Linked DNA regions of Mus musculus: regions 1, 3 and 4 are each linked to region 2. A link is a contact called in public HiChIP or PLAC-seq data. All regions are on one chromosome and are shown on one strand. The core of a region is the stretch at or near the end of the contact, and the rest is flanking DNA. Distances in the headings are between cores, read along the strand shown. Region 1 overlaps Mia2 (MIA SH3 domain ER export factor 2). Region 2 holds the start of Sec23a (SEC23 homolog A, COPII coat complex component). Region 3 overlaps Mia2 (MIA SH3 domain ER export factor 2). Region 4 has its middle 21 kb from the start of Fbxo33.

Region 1 (2,700 bases), core at 42-2,541, 140 kb before region 2:
AGACACATCCTCTCCTTTTCTGCCATCCATCTATCTATCTTGATTTTAGACACACACACACACACACACACACACACACACACACAGAGTCAAAAACACTTATTCTTTGGAAATATGGAACTTGAGATTCTGGGATAACTTGACCAGATAGGAAAGTAGGAGTAACATACAGAAGATGTAAGAGCTGAGGCAGAAGCCGACTTGCTGAGCAGTGAGAGATACTGCTTCTCCTGACCTCACTGAGCTGCAGACTGCTAGAAAAAGCTAACTCCTCCCAAAGGGAAACTGATGCAGAATTACTTCTATGGAAACAATCTTCAGATACCAATAACTAGGGAGCATCAAAGAAGCACCTTAACCATATCACAATACAGAAAAAGAAACACCAGGGACACTCTCAAATCTCCCCATTGAATTCAGACTGCTTCATAATTAAATAAACAGCCATGAATATCTGAAAATAAAGTGAGCCTTTGAGGTAAAACAGAAAATAACGCACAAGAAACGAGGCAACATAAAGAACATCAATGTCCTCAACCACGAGACAGGAGAGAAGCAGAGATAAACTCAACACCTTGGATCCCAGTGCTTGGGGGCAGAGACAGGAGGATCTCTGTAAGGTCAGGTGTACGGATTGAGTTCCAGAGCAGCCAAGGCTACAAAGAGAGACCCTGGGGTGAGGGAGGGGCATTAAGTATTAAGTTTGTGAAGCAAAAAGAGCAGAAACAAAAAAGGCAAAGAAGCCCCCACAGAGTGGAAAGAGAAGACCACACAGCAAGGCCAAACTCTATGAAAAAGAAAAGGCAGCAAGAGGAGCGTCATCACGGTAGCAGCAATGTGAACGGCGGCCGGAGCTGGAGCAACTGTGCAGGTGGAGACCACGCGCTCTTCCCCAAGGGGTCCTGAGCTGTTCCCCACATCCACACCAGGCTGCTCACAACGGCTTAGAACTCTAACTCCAGAGGATCCAACACCCTCTCCTGGCCTCTGAGGACACCTTAACCATGACCACAAAGACACACACATACATGTAATTAAAATAATAATGAATTAAAAATGAAATCTTTTTTTAAAAGTGAAAGATAAGAATTTTCAGCTATAAACCTCTTCGAAATTACTTCCAAGTGCTTCTTTATCTGAAAGCTTAATCAAAACAACTACAAAAAAGCAAGTCTTTGATACAGGAAACAGAACATTTAAAACAAGAAAAAACAAGACTTCTTAGCAGCTGAGTGAAGTGAGCCTCAGAACAACAGAAGCCCAGTCGATCTACAGAACACCTCAACAGGCCAAGAGGATCTACGTTTCCAAGAAGCAGCCTCACGAAGACAATGAGGGGAAGAGAGATGGCTCAGGGTTTGAGAGTGACTATTGCTCTTGCCCAGGGCCAAAGCAGGGTTCCCCTCACATGTATCAGTTGGCTTGTAACTGCCTACAAATCAACTTCTGTGAGGGATCTGATGCCTCTGGTCTCCAAAGGCCCTGCACATGTACACATCTATCTACACTCAAGACATACACAGCAGCATAGAGAAGGAGAGAGACAGCAGCAGACATACACAGGAGCATAGAGAAGAAGAGAGACAGCAGCAGACATACACAGGAGCGTAGAGAAGAAGACAGACAGCAGCAAACATACACAGGAGCATAGAGAAGAAGACAGACAGCAGCAAACATACACAGGAGCATAGAGAAGAGAGACAGTAGCAGACATACACAGGAGCATACAGAAGGAGAGAGACAGCAGCAGACATACACAGGAGCATAGAGAAGGAGAGAAGACAGACAGCAGCAGACATACACAGGAGCATAGAGAAGGAGACAGACAGCAGCAGACATACACAGGAGCATAGAGAAGGAGACAGACAGCAGCAGACATACACAGGAGCATAGAGAAGGAGACAGACAGCAGCAGACATACACAGGAGCGTAGAGAAGAGGACAGACAGCAGCAGACATACACAGGAGCGTAGAGAAGAGGAAGAGACAACAGCAGACACAGTAGTACATGCCTATAAAGCCAGCAGTTAGGAGGCTGAATATCACACAGTGAGTTCTAGGCCACCCTAAACTACACTAGGAGACTGTCTCCAAAAAAAAAGGGGGACAAGTTTAAATGAACCAATTAGCCAAAGCAGTCAGCGTCATGACATTTCCACCTCTCAAAGACCATAGAGGAAAAAATTACAAATATGAATTACAGAAAACCAAGCAATTATTAACAATAGGAAAAATAAAACGTTGGTCAACACAGAATATATAATCAAGTCTCAGCAAGTGGCTCAGAGAGACTATTATTTAGAGAATCTTTTCACGCTACTACACTGGGGAGATGGGTAAAAGCACTTGCCATCAAGCATCGAGACCTGAGTTCAATTCCCCAGAACTCACATAAAGTCCAGAGGGATAGCTCAATACCTATAATCCTCGTGTTCCTACGGAGAGATGGAAGGCAGACAGGTGAATCCCTACAAGCTTGCAGACTAGCTACCAAGACATACACAAAAGAAAAAGGACAGAGACTCTGTCTCAAACAAGGCGAAGGCAAGGACCAACACCAAGGCATAACACAATCTCACAAAACACACACACATACACACCATATGCATATCAATAGAAAGGAAGGAAGGGAAAGAGTAAACAAGAGACAGAAAGGAAGGGAGGGGGCTGGGGGAGAGATGCTCAGCAGTTAAGAGCACT
Region 2 (2,700 bases), core at 148-2,647:
CCTCCGCCGAGGCCACCGGCTACAGGCGCAAGGGGGCGGAGCCACACAAGAAACCTGCTGGTTGCATCAAGCTTATGGCACCGGTGGTGGAATGTAGCGCTCGAGAATAATTCCTGGCAGAAGTGGTTCCTGAAGAGTTTCTAGGTCGCTCTGTCTAATCCCATTTTCTCGTCTAAAGCTTGGGTAGGCGGCAGGGACTGAGGATGAACTTTGAAATCTTTAATATTTTTAAAATTAATGAACAATATCGCTATAATCGTCATTTTTAGAGTACTAAAGCCTTTAACCATTTGTAAACACGTTACATTCGTCTAAATCTTACAACCCCTTAGGGTGGTGTCTTTCTGACTTCGCGGGGAACAGAGTGGATGAATGCAGAACTTTTTGTTTTGTTTTTCACTTTTTCGGATAGCATCTTAAAGTTTAGTTGAGGCTGTTCTGGAACTCATTAGGTAGCTCAAGGAGTCTCAAACTTGTAGTGATCCGATCCCCTGGCCTCAGCTTCTGGAGTACCAAGTATCACACGAGGATAATTTTTAGGTTTTTGAGACTGTCTCTTCTGTGGCTTAGAAGGGTCTACAGTTTGCAGTGTAACGTAAGCTGGGCTGCCTTTTTTTTTTTTTTTTTTTTTTTTTTTTTAACCTTGACTATTGAGATTACAGGCATGAACCATCACCACTAGCCGAGTGAGATACTTAAAAACTTTAAAATTACTATTTTGCGATTGCTTGTGGGTCGGTGAGGAGGTCAGAATACAACTTCTGGGAGTAAAGTTTCTTTTTCTGCCTTATGAGTTCTAGGCAAGTGAGGTCCCTGAGCCAAGCCTTCTCATTGGCTCTTGACAACACACAGACGAAAACCCAAAATTAGAGGAGAATCCGAGCATCTATTTTCTAGCGAATACTTCAAATAATTGTTAACTCGTGCTTCGTTCTTTCTCCTCTTTGGACACGGATACAATGTCAGGAAAAAAACTTGCAAGAGCCTTTTCTATATACTAGAAAACAAAAACAATCGTTCAAGCAAACAGTAGACGTGAAAGCTACATCTGGTGGTTAACATTTTTTTTCTTTTTTTCTGGGGCTAGCAATGCCCTAGTCAGGTATTTTAACCTTAATCCTACACACGGCCTCGAGCGGCCACATCCCACCCTTTATTACTCCGGTTACCTCCCTTCCTCCACCGCCCTGGCTATCGCATCGCTTCCTGCTAGCCCCGCCCCTTCCTGAATTGTCCCCGCCCTCCGCTTTGCTTGGCCGTCTTTCACGCTCGCCCCACCCTCTTTATTACTCCCGGTTCATCTTTTCCGCCACTCAACGCGCCCATTACCTCCTGCGCGCCCCGCCTCTTCCGGGACTGTTCCCGCCCCTTCGCTGGTCGCCCCTCCCCGCCTCCTCCCCTTTGACGTGGCAGAGGCGGCACCAGCCATGTTGTCCTGGCCCAGGCCCTCCAAGAGGCCGGGGGCGGGGCGGGGCCGCCCCTGATTGCGGTGCCACGGCTGCTACAGGGCTTTGGAGCGGACTGACGACTGTGCAAGGCGGAGGCTGTGGCCGTCACGGAGCTTCTAGGTAGGTACTGTGGTAAGGACTAGCGTGGCAGCCACCTCTGCTCCACCGGGGTCTTAGTCGGAGCTGGGAGGCGGGCGGCGGGCCGGAGTGTCAGGATTGTTGGCTCTGTCCCGGCTGTGCTCTCGCATAAGCAGCGGGGCGTGCCGGAGGCTGTGGCCCAGCGCCGAACCGAGATCGCTGAACCCTGTGCTTGTCATGGCGACGGAGCGCCCTCGTCTTTAGTCCTCTTAGTTTAGGTGGAAGGACCGTAGCAGGATGGAGACCGAGGGTCTGAGCATCTGGCTCTGCACCCACCCCCACCTCCTGGGTGACACGCTTTGCCAACCCTGCCCAAGGCTCCTGTGCCCTGGGGCCTCTAGGTTCGTTTCTTGACTGCCCAGGAGTGCCCTAGACTTTGAACCCAGGTGACTACATCACCTGTAATTCGGCCTTGGGCCTTATAAAGGTTAAAGAAAAAACCACCAGGTATAGCTAGTGCCTGGGGCCTTGATTATTAATGATCAGGTTTCAGAACTGAGCAATACCATGCACTGGGGCATTTATTCTGTCTGTAGAGCTTTACTGTTTGTGGGAGAGGAACAGGAAGAGGTAAATAAATCCATAGGTAGAGTAGAGTTGGAGATGTCTAATTCATCTCGTCAGCTAAACTTCTGTCCTGTCTTAACACAACCCCACCCTAAACCACGGATAGCTAGGCACATTTACTGAAAGAAATTTAAATTTAAATGTATACTAACATCTTCCTTCTTTCCAGCATCATCAGAGGGCCTTTGTTTTTTAATTGTTTCAATGACCAATTTTATTATTGCCCCCAAAATTCTCACATAACTGATGTGAAATTTGAAGGCCAGAGAAGTTTATTGCCCAAGAGCAAAAATTTGTTACTCAGTCTATTTCATTGGAAATTTTACAACTGGGCCTGGGAAGATGGCTCAGAAGTTAAGAGCACTGGTTGCTCATCCACATGAATACACACACATACACGGGCACAGAAACACACACTCACACAGAGAACTCACTACTGGCTTACAACCTCTTGTAATACACTTACACACACAGTGCCTCATTACCTATTTACAACGATTTGTAACACACCCACATACCTTTCATCTCAACCCCCAGCTCACTAGTG
Region 3 (2,700 bases), core at 109-2,608, 160 kb before region 2:
AATATCTGTCCTGAGATCTACTGAAAAGGGGAGGTACCAATCATTTTCATTATTGTTAGCAAAACAAAACCCAGAAACTTAAGATTTAATGAAATAGTTTCAAATAGAAAGCTGGCTACAAATTACAAAGTACTGTTAACTGAAAATGTTAACTTACACTAATGTACACTATATATGCTATATATATATATATTAAAGATATATAATATGTATTTCAAACAAGGGGTTTAAAAAAAAAAGACTACCTCTGCCAAATGCTGTGTTTGGAACATCAAGTGCATAAGGATCTTTTTCTAAAAGTTCAAATTTAAACTCTGTTTCAGTTAATCTGCAAATAAAGAACAAACATCTCTAGTTACTCATCCAAAAGAAACACATTTTAACCAAAGGCCTCTTCCAAACCAGCTGCTCTCACAAACTCAACATCTGCAGAGAGAGAGGGCCTCACGTGCTCTGCCCAGATGCCTGCCACAACCGCACACTGACTTGGGGTGACTGGCTTCTTGTCGGAGCACTGACCTTTGGAACTATTGGCTCTTTAAAATTAGACTGGTAGCGATAGCTCAAAGAGTCTACATTCTAAAGTAGGAGAACCATTCAAGATGAACCAATGCAAATATATCATTTTATAACAAAGGAAACTGAGGCGGGGAGTTTAACTGACCCATTGTAAATGAAAAGGCCACACTGCAGCACAGAACCCCGCCCCTGAGTTACCTATACTGCCCTTGGGAAATTGGAAATCCCATTAAGTGACTCTACTACTTTATTTCTAAACTTTGTATCTTTAAATGTCATATTTTTAAACAAATGTTATTAGTACCTGAACCTTACACCTAGAATAATACAACTGTCTGACTTTAATTTCTGAGTTACAAGCCAGCAGGTGCTAGTTTTTACTGATGCTGTAAGTACAGTTGGCAGGCCAGCCCAACACTCACTGCTGCCAGCCTGAGAAGAGCATTTACCTGTCCCTTTTATTCTTTCTTTCACTGTTCCTTCTGTACAACATTGACTCCCAACAACAGCAACCCGCGGGCTGAGACAATAAGCACTTTATCCTCCCACAGTGAAGAACAAGAAGTTCTAAGCTTCACTGTGCGGGAGAGACACACCCTCTCTTTCACACACTCTCTTTTCTGTCCACTCATACTGGTTTAATTTTTTTTATCAGATATTTCCTTTACTTACATTTTAAACATTATCTCCTTTCTCGGTCGCTCCCACCTCCAAAAACCTCTTATTCCATCCCCTCCTCCCCCTGCTTCTGTGAGGGTGCTCCCCCACCCACCCCTGCCTCCTTGCCCTGGCATTCCCCTATACTGGGGCATCAAGCCTTCACAGGACCAAGGGCCTCTCCTCCCGACAAGGCCCGCCTCTGCTACATGTGGGCTGGAGCCAGGGTTTCCTCCGTGTACTCTTTGGTTGGTGGTTTAGGCCCTGGGAGCTCTTTAATTTTTTTTTTTTTTCAAGACAGGGTTTCTCTGTGTAGCCCTGGCTGTCCTGGACCTCACTCTGTAGACCAGGCTGGCCTGGAACTCAGAAATCCGCCTGCCTCTGCCTCCCAAGTGCTGGGATTAAAGGCGTGCGCCACCACCGCCCAGCAATTTAAGTTACACTTTTTACAGTGTAACTTGTAAAAGCTTCTTTAAAGTGCCACTGTAGTAGCCTAAAAAAGCATTTCAAACAAACAAAAAATAAATAAAACTTTTCACCTAGTAAAACTAGATATTTCATAAGAGATTCTGTGGGAACTACAATTTTTTATTTATTTTTATATAAATATTATATAATGAAGAAACTATTTCTAGCTTTTAAAGTATTCCCACAAAGACACTTACTTTTGTCTGTTGTGGGCATTTTCTTTTCTTAAATCATTGAGATTTCTTTCAAGAGTCCGAGCTGCCAGCTTGAAGAAAAATAATACACTTGAAATTTTATCTAAATAAACTTAAATCTAAGAGCAACAGAAATATCAGCATGATAGCATATAATATCATAACTGGAAATAGATATGAATCTGTATCTATTAAACTCAATGTAAAACATTTTAAATTTGGGGAAATAATTCAATAGAGGAATGAGTTTCATGCCAGTCAAAAGCATGAATCTGGACTCTAACAGGTACTTGTTAATGAATATTGCTGTCTAGATAAAAATCAGGGCCTAGAATTATTTGATGATGTACATATCCAATCATAAGAAGCATGCTGGCAGACAAGCTTAGGAAAGTCAATGGAAACACATGGTCATTATGTCCATAATTCTGGGAAACTACAAACACTTTCACAGAATGTCAACAGCGGTCATGTTTCTAATAACTAAATACAATCAATGTGTACCGCACATCTATTAAGTACAGAACAATGTACAAATACTATGTGTGTGTGTATATGTACGTGTGTGTGTGTTTGAGTGTGTGTGTGTGTGTGTGTGTGTGTGTGTGTGTGTGTGTGTGTGGTGTGTGTGTGTGTGGTGTGTGTGTGTGTTTGTTTTTCTGTGTTGGTAGTCTATTTATTAACAAAGGCTAAATATATGGTGTTCTACATACTTTTCAACCATTCTATGGACTCTACAGTTTAGCCACAGAATATATACAATATTAAATGGATCAAATGCAAAAAGTGGCTTACCATGCAAAGGTAGAAAAATAGCTAATAGTCTATAACCATCAACCACTCTACTTTCAATTTTGCTTTG
Region 4 (2,700 bases), core at 144-2,643, 190 kb before region 2:
TTTTCGAGACAGGGTTTCTCTGTATAGCCCTGGCTGTCCTGGAACTCACTCTGTAGACCAGGCTGGCCTCAAACTCAGAAATCCGCCTGCCTCCGCCTCCTAAGTTCTGGGATTAAAGGTGTGCGCCGCCACCACCACGCCCTGGTGAGTGTCTATGTTTAAATAAAAAACTTAGGCTGCATAGTTTAGAGATTTTTATTTTCTTTCCCTTTTAGAAAAGGCAAGCTTAAAAACAGATACTAAGCCAAGCACTATGACACACCCCTATAATCCCAGCTCTTGAAAAGTGAAGATAGGAAGATCAAAAGTCAAGCTCAATGTCTTAGTTACTTTTCAGTTGCCCTAACAAAACTCCATGATCAAGGCATTTTATTAAAGAAACTGTTTCATTGGTCTCACGGTTTCAGAGGGTTAACGTCCATGACAGTGGAAAAAGTATGGCAGCAGGGACACCTGAGAATTCACATCTTGAAGCACAAGTTCGAGACAGCAGCATAGGGCAGGCAGCCAGAGAGTGACTTGGCTTGGCATGAACTTCTGAACCTCAGAGCCAGCACCCAACCGCAAACCCCCTTCAACAAGGCTAAACTTACCAGTTTTTCCAAACAGTCTACACAGCTAAGTATTCAAGTATGGGAGCCATTCTCATTCAAACCACCACACCCACCCTCAGTGACAGGCCATACCTCCTAATCCTTCCCAAACAGTTCTGTCAACTGAAGACCAAGTGTTCAAACCTGAGCCTAGTGAGGCCATTCTTACTCAAACCACTACAGTCACCTGCTGTGGCATAGTGAGTTTGAAGACAGTGTGGACTCCATGCTACCTGAGACCCATCAAAAGAAAATGCAAAGATACTGAAAAAATCCCATCGTCCTTGTGCGTTTAGTACACCTTACTGATACTGCAAACTTAAAGGCACTTATTTTTAACGTTACTTTATTAAATGCAAAAATGATTGCCCCTTTTAAATACTTGTTAAGTCCCTATATTGCTGTCTTAATATTGCTATCTTAATACAATCTCCATTCTTGCTCCTTGAAATGAACAGCCTTCATTCAAGGAAAAAGAAGATGGCTTCTTTCTTTTTTCCATCCTTTATTGTTGTGGGCACTGATTCCTCTTGGAGTCATCTAGTGTCTTTTGCGTCTGCCTTTGAATGACTCAGCATGTTTGTGTAAATGGACCCACCCGTGTGCAAAGGGAAGGACTTAGTAACGTACGATGACCAGCTTCCTGGGAAAGAGGCAAAGGCTGAGTTCTGACTCAACCTGCTTCAACACAAGCTCCTTCTGTTTCCATATCTTATCTCATGTTAAGTAATATGTTAAGTAAATATCATATGTTAAGTAAGAATGGGACTTAGTGATATATGCCTTTAATCCTAGCAGGCAGATCTCTGAGCTCCAGGCCAGCTGGGTCTACAGAGCTCCCAGGACAGACAGTGCTACACAGAGAAATGCTGTTTCAATAAACCAAAAGAAAGTAACAAAAATAGAGTAGGACTTGGTTATCTCATACTGGTCTCCCCTTTTTGAAAATCTCAGCTGCTTTTAGCTTAACAGCTTCTAGACAAATAAGATCTTTAAAATATAAATATTGACTGTTTGCAACATGGTGATCTAAACTGCCTTTTTACTGATCCAAAAATAAACCTTAATGATAAAGTGTTTCCCTCTCATGTGCAGGCATCAGTCACTAGCAGTTGCTTTAGGAAAGTTCCAAACGGGTGGTTTAAATTATAACATTGTGGAGATTGAAGAAAAACAATTCTGGTTAAAGGATACAGATAGACTTAGGTTAGGCCATGTACCACAGACTGTAGTTTTATATTTTTATTTATATATACGGTAATGTATGCTTCAAATTTGCTAACATTATACCTCAAATCTTTTTGATGTACACACAAATTAACATTGTGATACATTAATTAAGCTGATTGGGCTGATCATCTCATCTGTTAAAGTATGTACAAACTTTTTGTTTTTTCCAAACAGGGTGTCTTCCTGACTATCCTGGAACTCACTGTGTAGAGCAGGCTGGTCTCAAACTCACAGAGATCTGCCTGCCTCTGCTTCCAAAGTACTGGGATTAAGGGTATGTGCCAACACTTCCTGGCATATACAAACTTCTGACAGTCATGCCTCATTAAAGTTTAAAAGGCCCCTGCAGTTGAGAGTGCAGTTTAGAGTGCTGCTGTCATCCACGTAAGGGATTTGGTGCAGTCTACAAAAGATGCAGAAGTAAACACAAGACAGTAGATAGAGATGGGTGAGATCCTCCTCAACGATGCCACCCTGAAGAGCCATCCATACTTCCCTTTAGCTCGTAATTCGGATAAGCCTGTTAATAGTTCCTCAGTCTGCAGTCGATGAGAGCAGACAGGAGAGACTGGCCTAGGGTCATGCACCTACAAGCAAGCACACAGAGCTTATCAGCATGCCTGCACCAAGGCTGAAATAATGTGATGGTTAAATCAGTATATAAATATTGCATTGTATTTGTCTGTTACCTCTCCACCCCTGTGACTTTTAATACCCAATAGAAACAATGTAAGGAAAAAGTCGGACCCACCAAAGTACCTAAAGTACATTGTTGACTGTGTGTGAAGCACTGCTTTAGATGCTCGAGTAAGTATTCGGTTACTCAATTCTCACAGCAGCCCTGGACTTGCTATCATCTCATCTCCATTGAATGAGC

What was found. HiChIP or PLAC-seq counts read pairs in DNA pulled down with a chosen protein or histone mark.
Region 1: an H3K27ac HiChIP or PLAC-seq map of regulatory T cells shows a contact between it and region 2, with 8 times the contacts expected there. The contact joins the enhancer-like site here to the promoter of Sec23a in region 2. A contact is called at or near these places in 9 of 39 promoter capture datasets (the 3T3-L1 cell line, the C10 cell line, the HPC-7 cell line and 7 more), 7 of 484 Hi-C or Micro-C datasets (the C10 cell line, LSK cells, astrocytes and 4 more), 15 of 115 datasets of contacts at active chromatin or transcription factors (the 230-238 cell line, the SCID.adh cell line, bone marrow-derived macrophages and 10 more) and 4 of 9 other capture datasets (adipose tissue, embryonic stem cells, liver and 1 more).
Region 3: an H3K4me3 HiChIP or PLAC-seq map of embryonic stem cells shows a contact between it and region 2, with 11 read pairs. The contact joins the enhancer-like site here to the promoter of Sec23a in region 2. A contact is called at or near these places in 9 of 39 promoter capture datasets (the C10 cell line, the HPC-7 cell line, hematopoietic stem and progenitor cells and 6 more), 2 of 484 Hi-C or Micro-C datasets (nephron progenitors and peritoneal macrophages), 10 of 115 datasets of contacts at active chromatin or transcription factors (the SCID.adh cell line, bone marrow-derived macrophages, double positive thymocytes and 4 more) and 3 of 9 other capture datasets (adipose tissue, liver and pancreatic islet).
Region 4: a contact with region 2 is called in an H3K4me3 HiChIP or PLAC-seq map of bone marrow-derived macrophages, with 2.4 times the contacts expected there. The contact joins the enhancer-like site here to the promoter of Sec23a in region 2. A contact is called at or near these places in 5 of 39 promoter capture datasets (the C10 cell line, the HPC-7 cell line, liver and 2 more), 3 of 484 Hi-C or Micro-C datasets (CD4 T cells and pre-B cells), 17 of 115 datasets of contacts at active chromatin or transcription factors (the 230-238 cell line, the SCID.adh cell line, bone marrow-derived macrophages and 11 more) and 4 of 9 other capture datasets (adipose tissue, liver, macrophages and 1 more).

The regions. Positions count from the first base shown.
Region 1 is chr12:59,150,247-59,152,946 of GRCm38.p6, reverse strand. All of the region lies in intron 14 of Mia2 (MIA SH3 domain ER export factor 2), which reads right to left. Among named protein-coding and RNA genes, the nearest start is that of Gm24233, 18 kb to the right of the region's middle. Within about 2 kb of position 1,291, at least 13 of the 459 cell types and tissues checked have an H3K27ac peak or open chromatin away from gene starts, as enhancers often do. A contact at or near this core is called in regulatory T cells and regulatory T cell precursor, where this site is marked.
Region 2 is chr12:59,010,714-59,013,413 of GRCm38.p6, reverse strand. It overlaps Sec23a (SEC23 homolog A, COPII coat complex component), which reads left to right and starts at 1,397. Exons shown (of 20, transcript NM_009147.2): 1 at 1,397-1,568. Gemin2 (gem nuclear organelle associated protein 2) reads right to left here and starts at 23. Exons shown (of 10, transcript NM_025656.5): 1 at 1-23.
Region 3 is chr12:59,171,734-59,174,433 of GRCm38.p6, reverse strand. Mia2 (MIA SH3 domain ER export factor 2) reads right to left here. Exons shown (of 30, transcript NM_001368839.1): 23 at 1,842-1,909; 24 at 246-328. Among named protein-coding and RNA genes, the nearest start is that of Gm24233, 39 kb to the right of the region's middle. Within about 2 kb of position 1,358, at least 5 of the 459 cell types and tissues checked have an H3K27ac peak or open chromatin away from gene starts, as enhancers often do. A contact at or near this core is called in embryonic stem cells, where this site is marked.
Region 4 is chr12:59,197,519-59,200,218 of GRCm38.p6, reverse strand. No RefSeq gene overlaps it. Among named protein-coding and RNA genes, the nearest start is that of Fbxo33, 21 kb to the left of the region's middle. Within about 2 kb of position 1,393, at least 33 of the 459 cell types and tissues checked have an H3K27ac peak or open chromatin away from gene starts, as enhancers often do. A contact at or near this core is called in bone marrow-derived macrophages, pancreatic cancer cells and trophoblast stem cells, where this site is marked.